Regions from separate parts of the Zea mays genome. Here region 2 is linked to region 1. Evidence: chromatin contacts called from public Hi-C data. All regions are on one chromosome and are shown on one strand. The core of a region is the stretch at or near the end of the contact, and the rest is flanking DNA. Distances in the headings are between cores, read along the strand shown.

Region 1 (5,787 bases), core at 1,997-4,496:
GCTGTCGGTGTTAGCCAGCGTTTTGGGCAGGTTGCATTCTGGAGAGCCGTAAATGGCCTAGGGCTTGCCATTGTAATACCAGCGCTTCAGTCGTTCATTGCTGATAGCTATAAAGATGGTACGCGTGGTGCAGGGTTCGGTTTGTTAAGCCTCATTGGCGCTGTAGGTGGTATAGGTGGTAGTATTTTGGCAACAATCATGGCTGGAAAGGACTATTGGGGATTCCCAGGATGGCGTGTTGCATTTATGATGGTCGCACTTGTCAGCTTGATAATTGGAATTCTTGTGTACTTATATGCGACTGATCCAAGAAGAATACCTGGCAATCGCCTTCTTGACGAAGATGAGTATGAGAGGTGTGCTATTCTTTTCATCTCACCTAGCTGGAGGGGTTCATTAATCAATACTACTATGGTAGCGAAATAGAACTCACATAGCTTGTAATTTTGTGACATATTAGATCATGTTTTGATGTATATGTTAGAATATAATATAAGTGAATTGTCCACCTCCTCCCATCAGCTTAAGCTTTTGGGTTGAACTGGTTGGTGCATGCAACTTAATATGTTATCAGAGCCAGAGGTCACGAGTTTGAATTCTGGTTAGTGCAATTAAATAAAATAATTGTTGCTCGCTCCTATATTCCACGTCAGAGGCTCGATGTGAGGGGGAGTGTTAGAATATAATATAAGTGAATTGTCTACCTCCTTCCACCAGCTTAGAGCATCTCCAAAAGCTCCCCAGAAGTCTCCCCTAAATCTACTTTTTTGAGAAAAACACAAAAACATGTCTCCAACAGTTCCCCTAAAGCGCTCCCAACTTTTTCATAGCCCTTAAAACTCCCTCATTTGTAGCTACAAATGAGGGGTTTTTTGGGCTCCCCAGAAACAATCTGTCGCTTTAAGGGATCTGTTGGAGAAAGGATTAAAATCTACCCCCACTTATTATTTAGATGTCCCTTAAAACTGATTTTGAGGAGTCGTTTTATGGAGAGCTCTTGGAGATGCTCTTAAGCTTTTGGATTGAACTGGTCAATTAAATAAAATAATTGTTGCTCGCTCCTATATTCCACGTCAGAGGCTCGATGTGAGGGGGAGTGTTAGAATATAATATAAGTGAATTGTCTACCTCCTTCCACCAGCTTAAGCTTTTGGATTGAACTGGTTGGTGTATGCAATTTAATAGTATATAAAAAGGATTCTGATTCTGCCGGATAGAATCTCATCATGATGTTACATTTTTCCTTGAAAGTGTGTTATTCCATTAAACATTCTTCATTTTCTTGTAGGAATTAAACCAGGGTCGGATGTTTTGTGTATGTTTCATTACCTTTTCTTTTTAGTCTGAACTATTTTGCATTCGTTGTGTAGCAAAACCACATTTAGGAACTCTAATGTTATTTGAGAGCCTTCTAGTAGGTTTCTGTATTGTAGCCAAGTTACACCAACATGGGATCTGGAATGGTGCTATAACTGAATATGAACTTTATCCTTGTCTCCCAGGTTGCATCTATCAAGCAAAGATGTTCTTCCTCCGCCTTCTATCTGGAGGGATTCTTGGGTGGCAACAAGATCTGTCATGAAAGTGAAGACGTTTCAGATCATTGTCCTGCAAGGGATCATTGGCTCGTTGCCGTGGACTGCTATAGTTTTCTTCACAATGTGGTTCGAACTCATTGGTACAATAGCAACCATATATATACTTTTAATAAAAAGTCTGATAACAATGCTCTTAAAATTTGAATTCTAACATCGTTGAACACTCTTAGGTTTTGACAACAACAGCTCAGCAGCACTGAACAGCCTCTTCGCCATCGGGTGTGCCAGCGGAGCATTTATTGGCGGGGTGATAGCAGATCACCTGTCAAAGTACTTCCCAGATTCGGCACGGGTCATGTGTGCCCAGTTTAGTGCCTTCATGGGCATCCCGTTTTCTTGGATCCTCCTCACAGTCATCCCCCAGTCAGTTGACTACTGGTATGCCTTCGCCGTCACGCTTTTCTTCATGGGCATCACGATAAGCTGGTGCGCCACCTCGGCAAACAACCCCATGTTCGCCGAGGTGGTCCCTCCCAAGCACCGCACCATGATCTACGCCTTCGACCGCGCGTTCGAGGGCTCATTCGCCTCGTTGGCTGCCCCTGCCGTGGGCCTAATCACCGAGAAGATCTATGGCTATGATACCAAGACCGTGAACCTTGCGAACGGGTCAGCGGAAGGGGCGTACGCGCTCTCAAGGGGGCTGCTGACCATGATGATCGTGCCTTTCGGTGTGTGTGTCCTGTTCTACAGCCCCCTGTACCTTGTGTTCAAGCACGACAGAGAGAACGCTAAATTTGCCAGCTTCAAGGAGCAGGAGCTAGTATGATCAATGATCATACGAATGTGCTTCCTTGGTCCGCATTCATAACCTCTCGTCATCCCGGGCTGGAGCTTTGCGTGATGATTATGAAGATAACTGCCTTGATCGGCATTCAGAACATCTGGTCATACCGTCCTGGGTCATTCTGAGTTTCTTGTTGAGATTATGGCAATTGTGCCACGGAGAGGTGTGGATCAACGTTTGTTCTGGCAGATTTTGAAGATTGTTATAAGGCGACCTTTTTTTTTGTGCTGATCACCTATCCAGAAAGCCATGGCTTCTCCCGACGACTGATTTGTGTTGTTAAGGGATGATTTGCTTTTTTGCATGGCTTCTCCTGACGACTGATTTGTGTTGTTAAGGGATGATTTGCTTTTTTGGTAATTCTTAGTCTTACAAGAGAACCCCAAGGAGAAGCATATGATATGATCTGAACCATGCTGAATTGCTGATGTTACATGTAGTTGGAACAGATCACTAATAATGTTCTGATCACTGGGATCAGCTCGTTTTCAGTAATCTTTCTGGTTTTTTTTTCGCAGGAAAAAATTTCTGTGTTTTTTTTGGGAAAAACACAGGAAATTTTGCTTCTGTTGATTATGAAAGCAGTGCTAGCAGTTTGATTTCATCTATTAAAACTATGTGCGGAAGCAAATTCCGCAAAGAAGCAAAGGAAGAAAATGGAAAATGCTAGCTGCCTCACGTGGGACCTCCTGTCAGAGACAGACCCCTTTGCACGCTTTGGAGCCGCAGCAAAGCTCGAACTCGATCCGGGTCTCCGGGCCATTCGATCTCCGATCGGACGGCCCAGACAGCTCACTTCCTCTCCACCTTTGCACGCTATAGCTCCTCTCCGAGTCGTCGTCTCCGTCGCTGCCTGCTCTGCTTGCTGCGCCACTCCAAACCCAACCCAAAACCCCCACACGAGATCTGCGCAGCAATGGCGACGCGGTGCCACGTCCTGCTCCTCCTCGCCGCCGCCTTCGCGTCCCTCCTCGCGCTCGTGGCCGCGGAAGGGGGCGAAGAGGGGCCCCGCGGGCGCCGGCTGCTCGTCCTCCTGGACGACCTGGCCGTGCGGTCGTCGCACTCGGCCTTCTTCGGCTCGCTCCAGGCGCGTGGGTTCGATCTCGACTTCCGCCTCGCTGACGATCCAAAGCTCTCGCTCCACCGCTACGGCCAGTACCTCTACGACGGCCTCGTGCTCTTCGCCCCCTCCACACCACGTAATTGCTCCTTTCCTGCCTCGCCTCTCGGGGATCCCGATCTGTGTTGTTGTTGGTGTGTTCTGGTGATAGATTCGACGGGAATAGGGATGGTTTGCGTGCGGAGTCTGACTGCTTTTCTGATCTGACCCGTACTCGTGGAGTGGAGTTCTGTGATCTGCTGCGGGTAAATGGCAAATTCGGGATTTCGCGGTAGAATTTCCCGTGACCGGAGGATTTATGCAATCAGGTTCACCTGAAAGTTGACGGTAGCCAGTTAGTTCCAGTTGAAAGAAGCGGACCTAAGGGTATTAATTGTTGCCTGTCGCTATTGACTAGATTACTGCAGCTCTTTGCTCGACTAAACTACTGAACGGGCCTTGATCTCTGCCCATGATGTAATACTTGATTGAACCCGATTTGTTTTTAAAGCCAATCTTTATTTCACGTCAGGTTTTGGTGGATCAGTGGACCAGAACGCAGTCCTCGAATTTATTGATGCTGGGCATGACATGATCCTGGCGGCAGATTCCTCTGCCTCTGATCTCATTCGTGGCATTGCAACAGAGTGTGGGGTTGATTTTGATGAGGCAAGTAGTTTCTGTGGCCTGGCATCTTCCTATCTTTAACATTTTCGTTGACCTCAATGAGCCAACATTGTTTTTGATGATTTCAGGATCCAGAGGCAATGGTTATTGACCATATGAACTATGCCGTCACAGATGTTGAAGGTGATCACACCTTGATTGCTGGTGACGATCTTATCCATTCGGATGTGATACTAGGGTCTGAAAAGATTGAGGTTAGTAGCGATGCTAAGAATCTTCATAACCTTTCTAACCTTTTACACATTTTCATGTTCATTGGATTAAACCGAATTGAGGTTGAATGCTTGTGTGCACTCTTATTCCGAACTTATCAATACACAATTCTGTTTTGTTGTGGATCCATAATTTAATATACTTAGGCACTCAGCATTAGAGCACTATACTACACCTAGTAGCTAAAACTGACTATGAAATACTGAATACTATTGACACAATGACTACTGATTTTTTTGTTCATTATAACAGTTTGGTTGAGAATATTAATCTACACCTAGGGTGTAGAATAGCATGTGTATACTAAGCATTCACAGTTAGCAGGCTTTCTGTTCATCTTTTCTATCACAACACTACAACAGTGATAATCTTGACTTGATCTTGTTGGCCGTACTACCTAAATTTTCAGTTAAAGTGTGCCCATATATTATGTCTTAATATGCTGTTCTGTACATCTGTGCCTACTTCTATATTCAGTCTGGGTTACTGTACTGAGTTTTTCCATGGTTAACCAATTGATAGTATTAACTTAGATACTTATGTCTAAAAATATGTCTGTTCCAATTAAAATTAGCTACTTATATATATATCTGGAGTTCATTGCTGACTAGAGTTGGCTTAGCTATAATATTATTTCTTAACATTGCACTTTTATGAAGATGTGGTGTAAACTTGCCATATATATCTGGAGTTCATTACTGACTAGAGTAGGCTTAGCTATGATTTCTTAACATTGCACTTTTACGAAGATGTGGTGTAAACTTGCCAAGTGCTTCTGTTTAGCGTTTTCTTTTGCATTTTGGGCAGTGCTTAAATGTAAATTTGTCTTCTTTTAAATATTTTTCTCCATATTTCTAGGCTCCTGTATTGTTTCGAGGAATTGGACACATGGCTAATCCATCAAACAGTTTGGTATGTACTTTGGATTCTGCACAGTGATATTTGCATGTCCAACTATTAGTTGCATAACTCTGTTTTATTTCTGTAAAACATGTACTTTTATGTGTTCCCCTATAATCGCCTATTCTCCTCTGTATTTGGATATTCCTAGGTTCTGAAGGTTCTATCAGCCTCTCCATCAGCATATTCAGCTAATCCAAAGACTAAGTTAGCGTCTCCTCCATCGCTCACTGGGTCAGCTATATCATTGGTTTCGGTTATGCAGGTAATAAAATTTGTTTTATTTGCTTATTGTTATTAGTGGGCTAGTCATTCCATTGCTCATTGTTCTGCATCCATTAAATGTATGGTTGACCTGCCAGAATCCATGTATGTTGCCATTCATTCTCTCTGATAAATTTTATGTCTTCTTGAAGGCAAGAAATAATGCTCGGGTGCTGTTATCTGGATCACTCGATCTGTTTAGCAACCGGTATGCTATCATATATACACTGAATTAATTT
Region 2 (5,519 bases), core at 744-3,243, 180 kb before region 1:
AGATTAGAAGATTAGTTGAGATTATTTAGAAGATTAGTTGAGATTATCTAGGAAGGTTATCAGTTAGTAGTTTGTTGAGAGTTTTTAGGAGAGTTAAGAAGATAAGGATCTCTAGCTAGATAGGGGTGGTCAGCCGGCCTATTTATGTAATCAATGGATAAGAAATAAAGAGGGCAAGAATTAGAGGAGAGAAACCCTCCTCTTTCTCGGCCGTGGGCAGAGGCCCCCGGCCGGCATTCCTGCCCATTGATACCCCTCTCCAATCCCTCACCGATTCAGCGACCATAACACTCCTTGTTGTGATTACCATGAAAACAGATGTTCACCAGGTTGACAGGTCACAGGAGCTAGTGAGTGTGTGCAGAATGTACACGAAGAAAACAAAAACAATTATAATGAAATAATTCTCTCCATGTCGTTCTGCAGGAAATGAGGATGCACTGATTCCAGTCTACCTGCTTGCGTAATCTAGATCTCCTTGCAGACTCCCTGTTAGATTGTTTTCGCCTCTCCCTCTTTATTTCACGTTCGTCCTGAAGAAATAAGGAACTTTGATAAAAGAAATAGGTCTGAATAAGGCACAATTATGGTCTGTAACTTTGCATAAGATAAAAACTCATGAATCAACAGACATCCTATAGCAATTATGCACATAATGAATTAATTTCAAGATGAGGCTAAGATTCAGCAAAGGCCATCCCTACCAGTTGAGTAACGCCATCACGTCGGGCAAGTGCCAACCCAGGACTCACTTCCCCCTGCACTGCAGGCACAGCCAAGGCAGGAGAAGCATTCCAAATGTCCATCCCAATGTTTAGATTCGGGGTGGCACTAGGAAGCGCTGCACGCCCAGGTGCAGACACTGGAAGCTTTGAGGCAGACCTTCCTTTTGCGGGATATGGTGACTCAACCGCAGCATATCGCACAACAGTAGCTTGAGACGGCTCACCTGGAAAACACCCATCTTTAATCGTTCACTTCTTTCTGACAAAAAAGCTGAATACTAAATACTAACCTTCAGCCGATGTGTTACCAGATTTCCTCTTCTTGGGCGCAGATGAATCCTGAGGAGAACAAACATGAACCACAGAAAGCCAGCTAATTACAGGAAAAACATGCAATTTAAAAATGGTCCCTTGTGGCACAGCAAGTTGTTTGGTACCTTATGGTCAGTGTCATCATCTCTAGTCTCCGATGACTCATCGCTGCCGCTGTCATCGCTACACATGCAACAGAATTCGAACTGGATTTAACCAGAGAAAGGAAGGGGGAGAAAAGAAATTTAAAACTGCGCTGGCAAGGCAATAGTGAAAGCCCGTACCTCCTAGAAGCGTCCTCGCCGGAGGGCGCCCCGGAGCTGCCTTTCTCAGGCGACGCGCCTCCGCCCTTACCCTTCCCTTTCCCTTCCGGCACAGTGGGCAGCGCCACCGCGGGGACAGCTTCGCACGTCGGGTAAGGGACGCCCTGCATAGCAGCAAAGGAGCAGTTCACACCAAAAACGCTTCCAAATCGAAGCCCAATTCGGAAGGGAGAGCACAGGTACTTGCCGCGGCCATGGATGCGTGCGCGTAGTACGCCGCGGCGGCGCCTGGGTGGTAGACGGGGAACGGCACCGGCGTGCCGAAGTGCGCCCCCGCCGCAGCCGCCGCCATGAGGTGCTGAAGTCGGAGGAGAAGCAAGCAAGCAAGGAAACCCTAGTCAGAACAAGGACTCACCACTTTCCCGGGCGAGCGAGCGAGCGCGCGCAAAGGGGCAGAACCTCACCTGCGCCGGCCAGGCGTAGGGGTGCCCCGCGGCAGCGTAGTAGGCCTGAAGCGAAGCGACCCACTCGGCGTGCGTCTGTGGCGGTGCTGCGGCGGTGACCACGGCGGCGGCGGCGGGCGGCTCCGGCGGCTTGGACTGCTCGTCGGAGGACGACGCCATGCTGGCCTGCGCGGCGCGCCGAGATCTGGAGGCTCCCCCGCTGGTCCTGGGCGGAGCGAGCACCGGTGGCGGTGGGTTTGGGTGTGGTGGGACGCGTGCTCGTCGCCGGCGGTGAGCCTACCGGGGGGTGTGGGGAAGCAGCAGCAGTCGCTTGCGTGGAAGGGAGGGAGGAGCAAAAAGGCGCCTGCTTTGTTAGGGTTCAGCGTGCTGTGCACTGTGCTCCCGTCCCCGTGTACGCTTCCCCATGTGCGCGCAGCACCTCGGCTCCGACGTGGCGCCCCGCGCTTGGCTTGGACCTCTGCCGGGCCCATAGTATCGTCCAGCGGGATCGACACGCGGACAGCGCTTTTGGAACCGGGTCCACGCGTCGGGCTCCGAGAGGCATGGGTGGGTGCGTGGGGCGGGGGGCGCGTAGGAGTATGCGTTTACAGGAGACGGCGGTGGTGCCAGTGTAAAGGACAAGTAGTCATTCGGTGGACGAAGAGCGGTAAGTGGAGAGAGGGCTGGTTTATCCCCGTACAGGTGGTGCTCGGTGGGTGGGGTGGGCCTCCGGGCCCGCGCGTCAGTGGGTGGAATATGGTGGGGACGTGTGGGCTGAGTCGGACGAGACGGGATCCGTGCCCCCGCCCTGGGGTCTCGGTCAGGGAGGACAGTGCGGCACGCACCGAGTGGAAGCGACCAGAGCACCGCCCGAGTACTACTGGGCCATGGGCCTTACGCTGTGGTGCGCGGGCCACGGAAGGCCGCTTGGTGGTGGTTCCTTCGGCATATATGCCTTTTACAAACGCAGAGAAATTTTCCAGATTTGTGTTTTTCAAGTAAAAAATAATAAGATCCCGTTTGTTTCCTTCCATTTTAAGGAATTTTGGAATCTTACTAGAATGTGACATTCCACCACTTTCTAAAGTTATCATATAAGCCTATCTCAAATTCATGGAGTTAGAGATAGAAATTGATTCTATAGATTTACATGCTATTTTTCTAATGTACAACTTATAGCACAATCTTCTACTTATTTCGCTATAACATAAATATAGTATATAACTATCTCTCTCATATGATTTAAGACAATATACAAATATATTACATATATAAATATATGAACTTAATTAGTTTTGTCTAAATTATAATTATTAAAATGGAATTCAATTCCAACGAAACAAACAGGGCAAGGTAGTTTGACAACTATATTTTCTCAAAGGATTTATATTTTTTCAAGGAAAAATAAACTAATTTTCCTTACTGGACGTTTGGATCCCTTTATTTTAGAGAAATTGGAATTCACTCAATAAACTAAGGATTAGAAATGATTTTATGTATTACCGACTTCTTGCAAATAATAGTATATAAATATATTTTGCATAAAACTGAATTATCTTAGTTAATATATGCCTAAATTACTGTCATTAGAATGAAATTCAATTCTAATGATCCAAACGCGACGTTAGAAAAATGGAAAATCCCTTGAAAAAATAGGTTGCAAAACTAGCCCTAAGTATAAAATTTCTACATAATTTTCGTGAGGCACGATAAGACGAAAGACAAACCTGGAGAAATTAAATATAATGCCCAAATGTTGACACATCATATAAATATTTGATAAAATATCATCTCACAATGATTACATAAATATTATCATCGACTTTAATATCACAAATTATTTGCCAACAACCAATACAAAACTAAACTCGGAATGCAAATCGCCTCACTCCCTCCCCTCGACTGTTCAGCCACTCATCGTCAGCGGTTGCGCTTCTTCTCCCTCGCCTGTTCTTGCCCCGCTGCCTGCAAAGGTGCATGGCGGCGAAGAGTTGCGGCAGCGATTCAAGACAATTGACGACAGGGAAGGTAAAAGCGGTGTCACGCATGGGTACGGCGGCGGTGGCTGGTGTCACACCCGGTTTCATAAGGCAAATCGAATCCAAACCATATACGTGTTAGGATCATAACTCACGTATACAACGATTACATAAATAACTCATCACCATACAATGCTTCGAAGAATCATAAAGAGTAGATAATATTATTACAGACCAGAGTGATAAACATCATTTATATCAAAATGCATAGAATAAAATGTAGCCAGCATAAATAAACCCTCCACAAGCAGCTGGCCGGAGGAGGTCACCTGCCCAATCTTCCAATTCGCTGATGTCCATAAACTATTGGAGATCTGCTTCAATGCTTTCTTTTTCGCCTAAGCAGTGGTTGCACTGAGAGAAACCTGGTAATTATGTGAAAACAAGGGTGAGTACACAACAACATACTCAACAAATGTTCTGTTTGGTTGAGGTGAACAAGCTTTATGTGGGATTAGGCTGTTAGCGGGTTGCTTTTACTTTGTCAAGTATTTATCTTTAATATAAGTCAGGTTTTAATATTAATCCTAGATTTATCATCATATAGGATATCTCCTTGTAGAGGAAACATCAGTACATGTATTCATGATCTCCGTAAATAAAACCATAATCATAATCATTGTATCTCTAATCAATGGATCTCCCAAACCACTCTTAACCGTGAGCACGACCGATATACCAGTTTCTTAGCCCTCTATAGAGTTTGCACACTTTACCCTACCCATGAGTCATGATTCCCTTTCTGTCTCAGGAGCGTGACTTCATATTGATCACTTCCAAGGTGAACTGGCAAGATCTCACTATATAGCCTTTACAAAGATTTCCCAAAGGTATAGCTGACCATTAGGTTTCTCTAGTTGATTAAACACAATACCTCTCTCTAAGGGGTGACTAACAAAAGCAACGAAAAAACCCTGCAAATAGCCTTAGCAGAGCAAGCACTATGCTCCGTACTCCTTTGACGTCACGTAGGCGAAGTAAACTACACCTCATATTCCACTAATTAGTTAGCTAAGGGTGTCACATACCACTCCCATGGCTGCATTTTTTCCGAGTAGTCACCCAACGAACCGATCCTTATGGAAAAGTACTCGAGTTATAGCCCGAGTCCCCTTGATATCACAAATTCGTATTGTCGGGGACCATAATTAGGGGTACCCCCAAGACTCCTAAACTCGGCTGGTAACCACCATCAGCACAAAGCTGCAAAGGCCTAATGGGCGTAATACAGGTCAAAGCTCCGCCCACTCAAGTGACACGATCTCGCCTCGCCCGAGCCCAGCCTCGCCCGAGCCCAGCCTCGGGCAAGAACAGCAGACCCAGGTGGATTCATGTCTCGCCCAAGGGTCTCCTCAAGCAACGGGCGCACCTTCGACTCGCCCGAGGCCCAGCTCGGGCAGGCTTCGCGGAGAAGCAACCTTGGCCAGATCGCCTCGCCAACCGACCGTATCGCAGGAGCATTCAATGCTAGGATCGTCTGACACCTTATCCTGACGCACGTTCCTCAGTCGACAGGGCCGAAGTGACCGCAGTCATTTTGCCCCTCCACTAACTGACCTGATAGGAAAACAGCGCTGTCTGCCCTGCTCCGACTGCTGTGCCACCCGCCAGGGTGAGGCTGACAGCAGCCAAGTCTAGCCTCAGGCGCCATAGGAAGCTCCGCCTCGCCCGACCCCAGGGCTCGGACTCAACCTCGACCCCGGAAGACGGTCTCCGCCTCGCCCGACCCTAGGGCTT

The links. Hi-C and Micro-C count contacts between places; a contact is called where the count stands out from the background.
Region 2: a contact with region 1 is called in a Hi-C map of ear, with 3 times the contacts expected there. The contact joins the promoter of LOC542466 here to the promoter of LOC100274092 in region 1. A contact is called at or near these places in 11 of 25 Hi-C or Micro-C datasets (bundle sheath, ear, endosperm and 5 more).

Annotation. Positions count from the first base shown.
Region 1 is chr7:19,610,005-19,615,791 of Zm-B73-REFERENCE-NAM-5.0, reverse strand. LOC100274092 (dolichyl-diphosphooligosaccharide--protein glycosyltransferase 48 kDasubunit) reads left to right here and starts at 3,246. Exons shown (of 13, transcript NM_001148471.1): 1 at 3,246-3,584; 2 at 4,017-4,153; 3 at 4,240-4,365; 4 at 5,243-5,296; 5 at 5,436-5,549; 6 at 5,701-5,756. The coding sequence starts at 3,302. LOC100272358 (oligosaccharide transferase1) reads left to right here. Exons shown (of 4, transcript NM_001317394.1): 2 at 1-356; 3 at 1,503-1,678; 4 at 1,769-2,618. The coding sequence ends at 2,367.
Region 2 is chr7:19,793,988-19,799,506 of Zm-B73-REFERENCE-NAM-5.0, reverse strand. LOC542466 (maize Em binding protein-1a) reads right to left here and starts at 1,993. Exons shown (of 9, transcript NM_001112021.2): 1 at 1,765-1,993; 2 at 1,548-1,658; 3 at 1,322-1,464; 4 at 1,163-1,220; 5 at 1,016-1,064; 6 at 705-949; 7 at 456-533. The coding sequence starts at 1,923.